3 separate regions of the Mus musculus genome follow, and regions 1 and 3 are each linked to region 2. The links are chromatin contacts, called in public ChIA-PET and Hi-C maps. All regions are on one chromosome and are shown on one strand. The core of a region is the stretch at or near the end of the contact, and the rest is flanking DNA. Distances in the headings are between cores, read along the strand shown. Region 1 overlaps Efr3b (EFR3 homolog B). Region 2 has its middle 17 kb from the start of Dnajc27. Region 3 overlaps Pomc (pro-opiomelanocortin-alpha).

What was found. A called contact is a pair of places that touch in the nucleus more often than the background predicts. ChIA-PET counts read pairs in DNA pulled down with a chosen protein or histone mark.
Region 1: a Hi-C map of cerebral cortex shows a contact between it and region 2, with 4 times the contacts expected there. The contact joins two enhancer-like sites. A contact is called at or near these places in 1 of 39 promoter capture datasets (embryonic stem cells), 5 of 15 datasets of contacts at CTCF or cohesin (CD8 T cells, the NIH/3T3 cell line, embryonic stem cells and 1 more), 228 of 484 Hi-C or Micro-C datasets (the 3T3-L1 cell line, 3T3-L1-derived adipocytes, the 63-12 cell line and 127 more), 36 of 115 datasets of contacts at active chromatin or transcription factors (the NIH/3T3 cell line, the SCID.adh cell line, T-cell acute lymphoblastic leukemia and 25 more) and 4 of 9 other capture datasets (adipose tissue, embryonic stem cells, liver and 1 more).
Region 3: an RNA polymerase II ChIA-PET map of memory CD8 T cells shows a contact between it and region 2, with 64 read pairs. The contact joins two enhancer-like sites. A contact is called at or near these places in 27 of 39 promoter capture datasets (the 3T3-L1 cell line, 3T3-L1-derived adipocytes, the C10 cell line and 17 more), 14 of 484 Hi-C or Micro-C datasets (8-cell embryo, the AML12 cell line, the CH12 cell line and 11 more), 17 of 115 datasets of contacts at active chromatin or transcription factors (T-cell acute lymphoblastic leukemia, bone marrow-derived macrophages, cardiomyocytes and 11 more) and 4 of 9 other capture datasets (adipose tissue, liver, macrophages and 1 more).

The regions. Positions count from the first base shown.
Region 1 is chr12:3,980,194-3,983,010 of GRCm38.p6, forward strand. Efr3b (EFR3 homolog B) reads right to left here. Exons shown (of 23, transcript NM_001082483.1): 8 at 2,662-2,740; 9 at 1,777-1,912; 10 at 1,461-1,622; 11 at 258-369. Among named protein-coding and RNA genes, the nearest start is that of Pomc, 27 kb to the left of the region's middle. Within about 2 kb of position 1,313, at least 259 of the 459 cell types and tissues checked have an H3K27ac peak or open chromatin away from gene starts, as enhancers often do. A contact at or near this core is called in 8-cell embryo, CD8 T cells, cerebral cortex and 7 more, where this site is marked.
Region 2 is chr12:4,063,988-4,067,089 of GRCm38.p6, forward strand. No RefSeq gene overlaps it. Among named protein-coding and RNA genes, the nearest start is that of Dnajc27, 17 kb to the right of the region's middle. Within about 2 kb of position 1,669, at least 39 of the 459 cell types and tissues checked have an H3K27ac peak or open chromatin away from gene starts, as enhancers often do. A contact at or near this core is called in 8-cell embryo, CD8 T cells, cerebral cortex and 7 more, where this site is marked.
Region 3 is chr12:3,958,672-3,961,758 of GRCm38.p6, forward strand. It overlaps Pomc (pro-opiomelanocortin-alpha), which reads left to right. Exons shown (of 3, transcript NM_001278584.1): 3 at 1,222-1,972. The coding sequence ends at 1,797. Among named protein-coding and RNA genes, the nearest start is that of Pomc, 5.3 kb to the left of the region's middle. Within about 2 kb of position 1,325, at least 317 of the 459 cell types and tissues checked have an H3K27ac peak or open chromatin away from gene starts, as enhancers often do. A contact at or near this core is called in 8-cell embryo and memory CD8 T cells, where this site is marked.

The DNA.
Region 1 (2,817 bases), core at 63-2,562, 84 kb before region 2:
CTGTAGGCCAGAGACATGGTCTCAGCAGGATGGCAATAGAGTGCTCGGCTGCACCCCCCACTCCTGAGTGTTCTCACCAGGAGGCTTGTTGGTGGACCCATGATTTCCCTAACTGGGGGGGGGGGGGGAGGCTGAAAAATTGCCACGGGACCTATGACCCCTCTGTTTTTGAGCCAAGAGAAGAAAGCAGAGCCACAGAAGTCAGGGTGAAAACCAGGAGCCAGAGAGGGTGGGCTGGGAAGAAGCAGTGGACTGACCCCGTCCGTCCGGTCTCTACGGGGTGATGCACAGAAGGCAGCGGGACTTTGCTCATGATGAAGAGGATCACCTCTGAGCGCTGGTAGGTCGGCAGTGTGCTGGCAAAGGAGCCTGTGAGGAGAGGAGGGAGCGTGAGAGGTCCCCTGGGCTCAGCAGCAGCTGAATGGAGAGAGTGAGGCTCCCTAGTGCCCAGGGCTGGGGCAGCCCAGAGAGATCTGCCTAGGCAGGCTGCTTTGACCCTGTCTCCCGAGGAGGGAGCAAGAGGGACTCCAGAGGGCCCTTCCAGATGCCAGCTCTTCCCTTGTTACTGTCATCTGGGCTTCTTCCTGGGGGATAGGGCAGCTCAGTGGTTTCACGGCTGATGAGACCATGGCATAGGCACAAGGACCTCTGAGAGGGAGGAGACCCTGTTCCATGTTTCTCCACATCCAGGGCACAAACAGTCTCCGTTGCTTCCTTCCTGTCTTTTTTTTTTTTTTTTTTTTTTTATGCCTTAGTCCCACCTCCCCTACTGCGGGCCCACCTGGAAGCACTAGGCATGCCTAATGAGGATGGAGACACAGGAAGTCTGCCTTTGCAGGAGAGCCAGGCTGAGAAACCCAGACTGATCTGGTGTCTTTGCCCAGATCATTATGTGTCATTAGCTGGCTGCCATTTCCCCCAGTGTCCCTAAATAACACAGTGCTAGGTAATCATACAGCAGATGCTATGGCGGAGGCCTGGTTCTCCCACAAGGATCATCTCTCTCTAGTCCTGGTTCCACCTCATCCTCCCAAGATTCCTTGCTCTTCTAACTCCTTTTCCTAGGCCCCAGCTAACTCCTCCTCTAGAGCTCTTCCCCTCTCCAAGCTTTGCCAGGGTCTCTCCTTTCAGTACAGCCCTAGTCTTAACCCTTAGGCCCTGCCTGTCTCAGGCCAGAGAACTAGGTCTCTGGCAACCTCTCCCCACAGCCTCATTCCTCTTCAAATCTTATCAGGTCCCTCCCTTCTCCAAGCCTCACTGGGTCCTTCCCTTTACTAAGTTCCTTCCCCAGACTCCGCCCCTTTCCAAGCCTCGCCCAGATCTATCTCCACTACCACGTCCTAGGCCCCGTTTCACAGGCTCTGCCTCCTTAGCCCCGCCTCCAGATCGTTGACAACTCCTCCCCTGGAGTCGATCCCTCAAGCCTCAATGGCCCCTCCCAGACCCACCCATTTCCCCACCGATAGTTTTGATGACGGCCTCCTGGAACATGCACTCCTCATGCTCCTTGATGATCTTGGAGCCCAGGCTCACAGCGCCGTCGTAGCTCCCAGTTAGCGCGTAGTCGATGCTGAGCCGCAGCTGCCGCAGCAGGGTGTTGAACATCTCCAGTACCGTGGGCCCTGGGCGCCAAGGGGGAGGGACCCACAAATCATGACAGGAATCCCTCCTGCTCTCCCGTAAGCCCAGGCCCGCGCAGCCAATCGGCTCTAAATCTAACGCCTGCACACACCCCCCCACCCCACGCCCCTTGCCTTTTGCTCCGGACCCCCTTACCGACAGAGCCCGTGGCAGCGATAATTGCAGCTTCCGATAGGACTTCCACGATGCCGGCGCGCACAGTCGCCGCGCTGCGGCTGTTGGCGTCCAGGTGGCTCAGGAGCTGCTGGATAACCAGGTGGGAGTGCTGCGGCTGTGGAGGAGGAAGACGTGCTGGTCCCCAAACAACAACACCCCCCCCCCTGCCCCCCGGCCCGGTAGCCCTCTGCTGGAACCCAGAGGCTCAGGGTGAACCAAAATGACATCCCACAGCCAGTGGGCACTGCAGGTGGCACCCAGACCTCGCTCTCTTTCTTGCAGCACCCCACCCCAACCCCCACAAAAACGGAGCCAAATCCCAGGGAATCTGTGTTTGCACATTTTCCCTGAATTCCTTTACTTCAAAGGCGGCCAGCAATCTATTTCAAAATATTGTCTTTCATTTCTCCCTGTCCCCAGGTTTTACTGGCAAGGCCCATGAGAGGCCACGTGGTTCATCTCAGTGCAGCTCAAAGTGTGGCTGGGAGCCAGCCCAGTGCCAATTCAAGATCTGTCTGATAACACTGCTGCTAAGATGTGGGCCAGAAGGAAAGTACACCCGCAGTAACGGGGGCGCTCAGGGAATGCAGGTGGCTTGTCTTCTTTGAGATTTAATTTTCTCTAGGAATTATTTTCCATTGTATTTCATAAAAATAAAATAAATGTTGGCCTAGGATATAGGAAACATTAAACAGAGAACTCCTTGCAATTCCTTCCCAGCCGGATGATACAGCATGATCTGTGGCAGCTGGGGGTCTCTGGGGGGGGGGGGGGGAGTCAGAGGACACCTGGCTTTCTGCTTTGTGCATTGTCCAGCACCAGGAAGTGCCCTTGTGCCCAAGCTTGAACAGGGACAAACCATACCTGAATTGAGTACATGATGATTTTAAAGCAACGGGTGGCAAACACTTTGGGTTCCCAAAGAGAGTGGTTATCCAGGTGGCTGTGAGGAGAAAACATGGGGGAAGGAGGGTGACTAGGAAACTCAGAGGGAGGGAGGGAGGGAGGGAGGGAGGGAGG
Region 2 (3,102 bases), core at 419-2,918:
CTGTAAGTCATCAATAAATTCCTTTACTATATAGAGACTCTCCATAAGTTCTGTGACTCTAGAGAACCCAGACTAATACAATATATGTATGTATATATGTGTATGTGTGTGTATGTGTATATATATATGTGTGTGTGTGTGTGTGTGTGTGTGTGTGTGTGTGTGTGTGTGTAGTGTGTGTATGTGGGGGGGGGTGTGGTGCAGGAAAACGGCTCAATATCTAGAGGTACTTGCTGCTAAGCCTGATAATTTGAGTTCAATATCTGGGGCCCACATTGTGGAAGGAAAAAACTGAACTGGCTCTTCCAAGTTGTCTACATCCCACTATAGCCTGCTTGTGCACTCACATGTATCCACATACATAGGTACATACATACATACATACATACATACATACATACATACATGTAATAAAAAATTTTAAGCTTTTGAGATAGTTTTGCCTTATATCTCAGGCTGGTCTCCATCTAGAGATCTCCCTGCTCCAGCCTCCCTAGTTCTAGGGCTAAGAATGTCTATCGTCACATCTTTACCTGGCTTCTTTCTTGCTCCTTGAGAACCATGCAGAGGCTTGCACCAACATCATCTCTAGAACCCCAAGTTCATCTCCAGCACGCCCCACCTCTACCGAGAACTCTGGTGCCAGCCAGGAAGACAGTACATTTATCTGAGCTGTCCCTTGCATGCCTCAGACAGAGGAGAGAGTATATTCGGGGCCCCATGCTCATCTTCATGACTCCTGTGTCTCTTCCAGATGAGCAAAACAGCCTTAGGCGGCATGCTGGGAATGGCGAAGAGCCAGGATTGTCACCTGTTTCTGTTCCAGCGGTCCATTAAATATTTTTGGTGGGCTGTGATGATGCATGCCTTTAGCATCACCCAGCACTTTGGAGGCAGAGGTAGGAAGATATTTTAATAGTTAAGGAAAAGCCTGGACTATGAGCTACAAGTACATTTCAGAGTAAATCTGACTAAATGAAGACCCTGTCAGAGAGGAAAGTGGGGAGAACATGATTCTGTCCTGCTAGCCCAGCTGAGCATCCTACATGGGAAATTTTTTAGGAGGGGAAATAGCCAAGCTCTTTAAAGAGAGTGGGTTTCATGACTGTAATTTGAATTAGTTTAATTAGATGCTTTTCTCCTAACTATTCGTTGAGAGAAACCGTCCCATGAGAACCAAAGTTGGGAAGTATGGAAGGACAAAGAAGGCACATGCTCTCAAGGTCTGGGGATGTGGTTGTTGCCTCAAATGGAGTGTGTGGAGCACAGAATTCCCTGGGCAGAAGTAAACCTGACAAGGAAACCAGTGCAAAAAGATGGCGTCCAGGCACAGAAAGGTGAGGAACACCGTGACAAACCGCTAGTCTCCTCAAATGTCTGCTTCAGAGATACAAAGATGAAGGTTGTAAGAGCTTTTAGGTCTCTGTGTTGGGGTGAGGAGATGGTCACACCCACCTTCCTCCTCTAGGTCCTCAAAGCTTGGACCTCCATTTTTCAAACAATTGCCACAGGTTTTCATCCCTAGGGAAGAGGCGAAACTCTGCCTCCGAATGATGCAGACATATGGAAGGAAATAAGGAGAATTTATTTCCTCAGACTCTTTCTGGAGTCCACCCTGTAGCCTGGAGTCATAGCTCTACCCTGCAACAGTAGGAAGCCACACCCTTCCAGGTCTTGCAGACACCACCACCACAAGGACCATGACAACCATCACCATAACAACCACCACACTTTTTTTTTTAAAGATAGTATCTCATTGGGGATAGTGGTTCACACCTTTAATCCCAGCACTCTGAAGGCAGAGGCAGACAGATCTGTCTCTGTGAGATCAAGGAGAGCCTGGTCTACAGCTCAAGTTCTAGGGCAGCCAAGGCTACATAGAACAACCCTGTCTCAAGAAACCAAACCAAAGAAAACAAAAGAAAACAAAAAACAAACAAACAAACAACAACAACAACAAATACCAAAACCCACCAACAATAACAAAAAGATAAGGATTCTCATAGCCCACACGGACTAGCCTCAACCCTGCCTAGCCTCAAACCTGCCATACAACTAAGCATGGCTTTGTACCCTCTACTTCCTCAGTGCTGGAACTGCAGGCACCACGCCCAGCTCAGGCAGGGTCCAACCCAGGGCTTCTTGTGTACTAGATAAACACTTTATCAACTAAGCCCCAAACCCAGGCCTATGTTCCCTTTACTCCCAGTTCCGGCGTCGACTGTTAGTTGAAGAAGATGCTGAAGGGGACCGACCTAAGTTTCAAAAACCTGCCCCAAGGCGACCTGGAATGACAAATGATGAATGTGAAGCCCAGGAGAAAGGAGAGCCTCCTTATCGCCTTTGTGCCACAAGGCAGGATTCAGAGCAATCCTGACCGCCTCCTCTGAGCCCCACTTTGATACAATGTGAGCAAAGGGGATGCCAGGGCAGGACCTCACTTCCAGTGTTAAGTAGAGCCAGAGAGCTTAACCAGGGGTGGCGGGGACTCAGAGAACTGAGACGACAGAGAGGAGGGGAATGAAGGCTGGTATGGGTGCTGCAGGCGCTGAACTTGCCCTTTATCTCCTGCCTGTCCCTGGTCCCTGAGGATGTCATTAGCCTAGCAGCTGTTCCACTCAACCCCTTGCTTACTACAGGCACATTCTGGGTCTCTGGATGGCTGCTGCTCCTCCCTCCCTGTATGGCCAGCAGCAGCAGCAGCAGCATCTACATCAGCCTCTGCATCAGCCTCTGCATCAGCAACCAGTGCTGATTCTGGCTTGGTCACTGCTGCTGTCACCGCCCTCAGGCTCCGCAACTCCGAAGCACACAGGTTATGCCAGCTGCTTGAGTTCTTTCCCTGTGAGCTCCCCAGATGTCTCCAGACAGCCAGAGGAAGGCTGAGCCCACATCCCTGACTAATGATCACGCCTTCAAGACTGGAGGCAGCCTGTGACTCAAACTGTGGAGGCTCAGGCAGCAAAGGGAAGAAAGAGTGGGAGGGAGGGAGAGGAGCAGAGGAGGAGAATGAAGCCTGGTGAGGAAGATGAGGAGAGTGAGGGAACCAGAGTGTGCGTGCTTTGCCTCTCTACAGACCGTCTTTACCAAGCCTCTGCTCTA
Region 3 (3,087 bases), core at 75-2,574, 110 kb before region 2:
CAGTTACAAAGCCAGTTACTAGTCAGGTATTTCCACACTCCATCTCCAGAGGGCCAGAGGGAGAAGAAAAGACCAAAACATCCCCCCTCTTCTTCCCCCAAACTGGTGCCAAATATCCCATGCTGCTTCTAGAAGACAGGGCTTCAGCCAAGGTCCTTCCCAGTCTTACCTGCGGAAGCATGTAAAAGCTCTCTGGGACAGGTTGGGGCCCCTTTCAGGTCACCATGTGCATGCACATGTGTGCACACAAATGTTGGGTACCCGCTAGTGTCTGCCACAGCATCCTGTTTGTTTTATCAATGGACAGTTGAGGGTGAAAGAGACCTCCTCAAGAGCAAGGGTCATATACAGTGTGTTTTAGTCTTAGAAGGCCCAAGGAATCCTGGGAGATCCAGTTCAGAAAAACCCAAGGCTTCTGACTTCCATAGCCTCTCCTGAGATCTCACCAGGAAAGGGGTGGGGGTGGCGGGTAAAGAAGGTCAGAGGTCATGGGCTCTGTTTCTCTGACACCTCACAATGAGCTGGGGGATCTTAACCAGATCCTTCTTTCTTAACGATGCAGCTTATGTGAAAATAACCAGGAATGCAGTTGTGAGTCTTCTAGGTGTAGCTGCACCAGCAGACCCCTCGCGGAGGATTTATCCTGTGCCTTTTACCCTCTCTTCCAGTTAGGATAAGGTGGCAGGGAAACTAACCAGTTTGTCTCAAAATTCTGATTGAGATGATACAAGATCAGTGCACACAGTAAAAGACCTAGTGGGTGCAAGAAAGTTTTGAGACAAGAGACCTAGGGATACATGGCTGGAGTAGGCACAAAACTTTGTAGATTACTGGTGCAAGATTGGATCATTGTTAAAGTCCAGACCCCCAGAAGCCAGAAACCTATTAGCAGGAATATTCTTTCCCAAATTCCAGGCCCATGCCTGTCCTGGACTTAAATAGTACCATACTTTGACTCCATTGACAACACCCCTTTTGGTGCAAGACCTTGCTAGTAAGAGCTAAGAAAGACAAATAAGCAAGGGGTCGATTGGGCTGCTTACTGCCATCTAGGCAGAATCATGCATGGGCAATAGCTGCTTGGTGCAGGATGTTGGTGGGACCTCGGGAGTCCACACTGCTAGGTGTGATGGTCTTGAGGCCCAAACTGGAACCCGAATTAGGGTGCAGAAACGGTGGCCGCAGAGCCAGGCTTGGCTCACTCGCCTGGCCTCCCTACAGGCTTGCATCCGGGCTTGCAAACTCGACCTCTCGCTGGAGACGCCCGTGTTTCCTGGCAACGGAGATGAACAGCCCCTGACTGAAAACCCCCGGAAGTACGTCATGGGTCACTTCCGCTGGGACCGCTTCGGCCCCAGGAACAGCAGCAGTGCTGGCAGCGCGGCGCAGAGGCGTGCGGAGGAAGAGGCGGTGTGGGGAGATGGCAGTCCAGAGCCGAGTCCACGCGAGGGCAAGCGCTCCTACTCCATGGAGCACTTCCGCTGGGGCAAGCCGGTGGGCAAGAAACGGCGCCCGGTGAAGGTGTACCCCAACGTTGCTGAGAACGAGTCGGCGGAGGCCTTTCCCCTAGAGTTCAAGAGGGAGCTGGAAGGCGAGCGGCCATTAGGCTTGGAGCAGGTCCTGGAGTCCGACGCGGAGAAGGACGACGGGCCCTACCGGGTGGAGCACTTCCGCTGGAGCAACCCGCCCAAGGACAAGCGTTACGGTGGCTTCATGACCTCCGAGAAGAGCCAGACGCCCCTGGTGACGCTCTTCAAGAACGCCATCATCAAGAACGCGCACAAGAAGGGCCAGTGAGGGTGCAGGGGTCTTCTCATTCCAAGGCCCCCTCCCTGCATGGGCGAGCTGATGACCTCTAGCCTCTTAGAGTTACCTGTGTTAGGAAATAAAACCTTTCAGATTTCACAGTCGGCTCTGATCTTCAATAAAAACTGCGTAAATAAAGTCAAAACACAACTGTCCAGTTACACTATCACGTGACCAGATGCTAGAATGTAAAGAAAACATTTCTCAACCTCCTTGCCCCAGCAAACACTCTTGGTGGGGGACTAGATAGTTTGGGTGGCCCAGGGTGGTTCTCTGTCCAACTCTTCTAGAATGGCTGCTTAATTTGAGCCTGGCCCAAAGCCAAGTCCTACAAGAGTGACTGACCTTAGGGACCTGAAGCCAGGTGGCGCTACCAAGACCTATTCCCCACTGGGAATGTCTCTGGGATGTCACTCAGGAAGTTACAGGGACACAGGGACACTCTGCAATGTTGAGTCCTTATCTGTGACCCCAGGCAGGTTCCTGAACCCTCCCAGGGATTAGTTATCTGTCTCTTTATATTCTTGGTATAAGGGCTCTGGGGAGGATAAAAGGAAAATAGAGATTCCATCATTTTTTCAGGAAAATGTGAGAATTGAGAGGTGGTAGCCGGTCTGATTTGGTTATTCACATAAACTTTTTTTTTTTTTTTTTAAAGTGCATTTCTCCTTTCCCTTTATTTTTTAAAGATTTATTATTTATTATATGTAAGTACACTGTAGCTGTCTTCAGACACTCCAGAAGAGGGAGTCAGATCTTGTTACGGATGGTTGTGAGCCACCATGTGGTTGCTGGGATTTGAACTCCGGACCTTCAGAAGAGCAGTCGGGTGCTCTTACCTGCTGAGCCATCTCACCAGCCCTCACATAAACTCTTAAGACACACGGTCTCACCCTCTTCTTTATACCCCAAGGAGATAGATGCACTGTCCCTCGGCTCAAGCCTTGAGGGCATTGGTTTCCTATCTTGCTGTGTCTTCCCAGCCCCTTCCCCGTGATGTTCAATTTCATTCTCAGTTCTCCCTGCAGATGTCCACTAACCAACCTGCTTCCAGTAGCTTTCCTGCCCATGCAGACATTACATTATATACAATATACATTAATGCATATATTTTTAAAAGAGCTTGTCAGTCCCATGGCCCAATTTCTCATTAGTTGCAAGCTTTTGGGGCAAAATATATAGAGCATGAACATGTATAAAAAAAGGATATATGTAATTCTACATGTATGTATAGAGATGAACATGTCAATCATGTTCATTCCCCTGCCAAGCCTTTAGCTC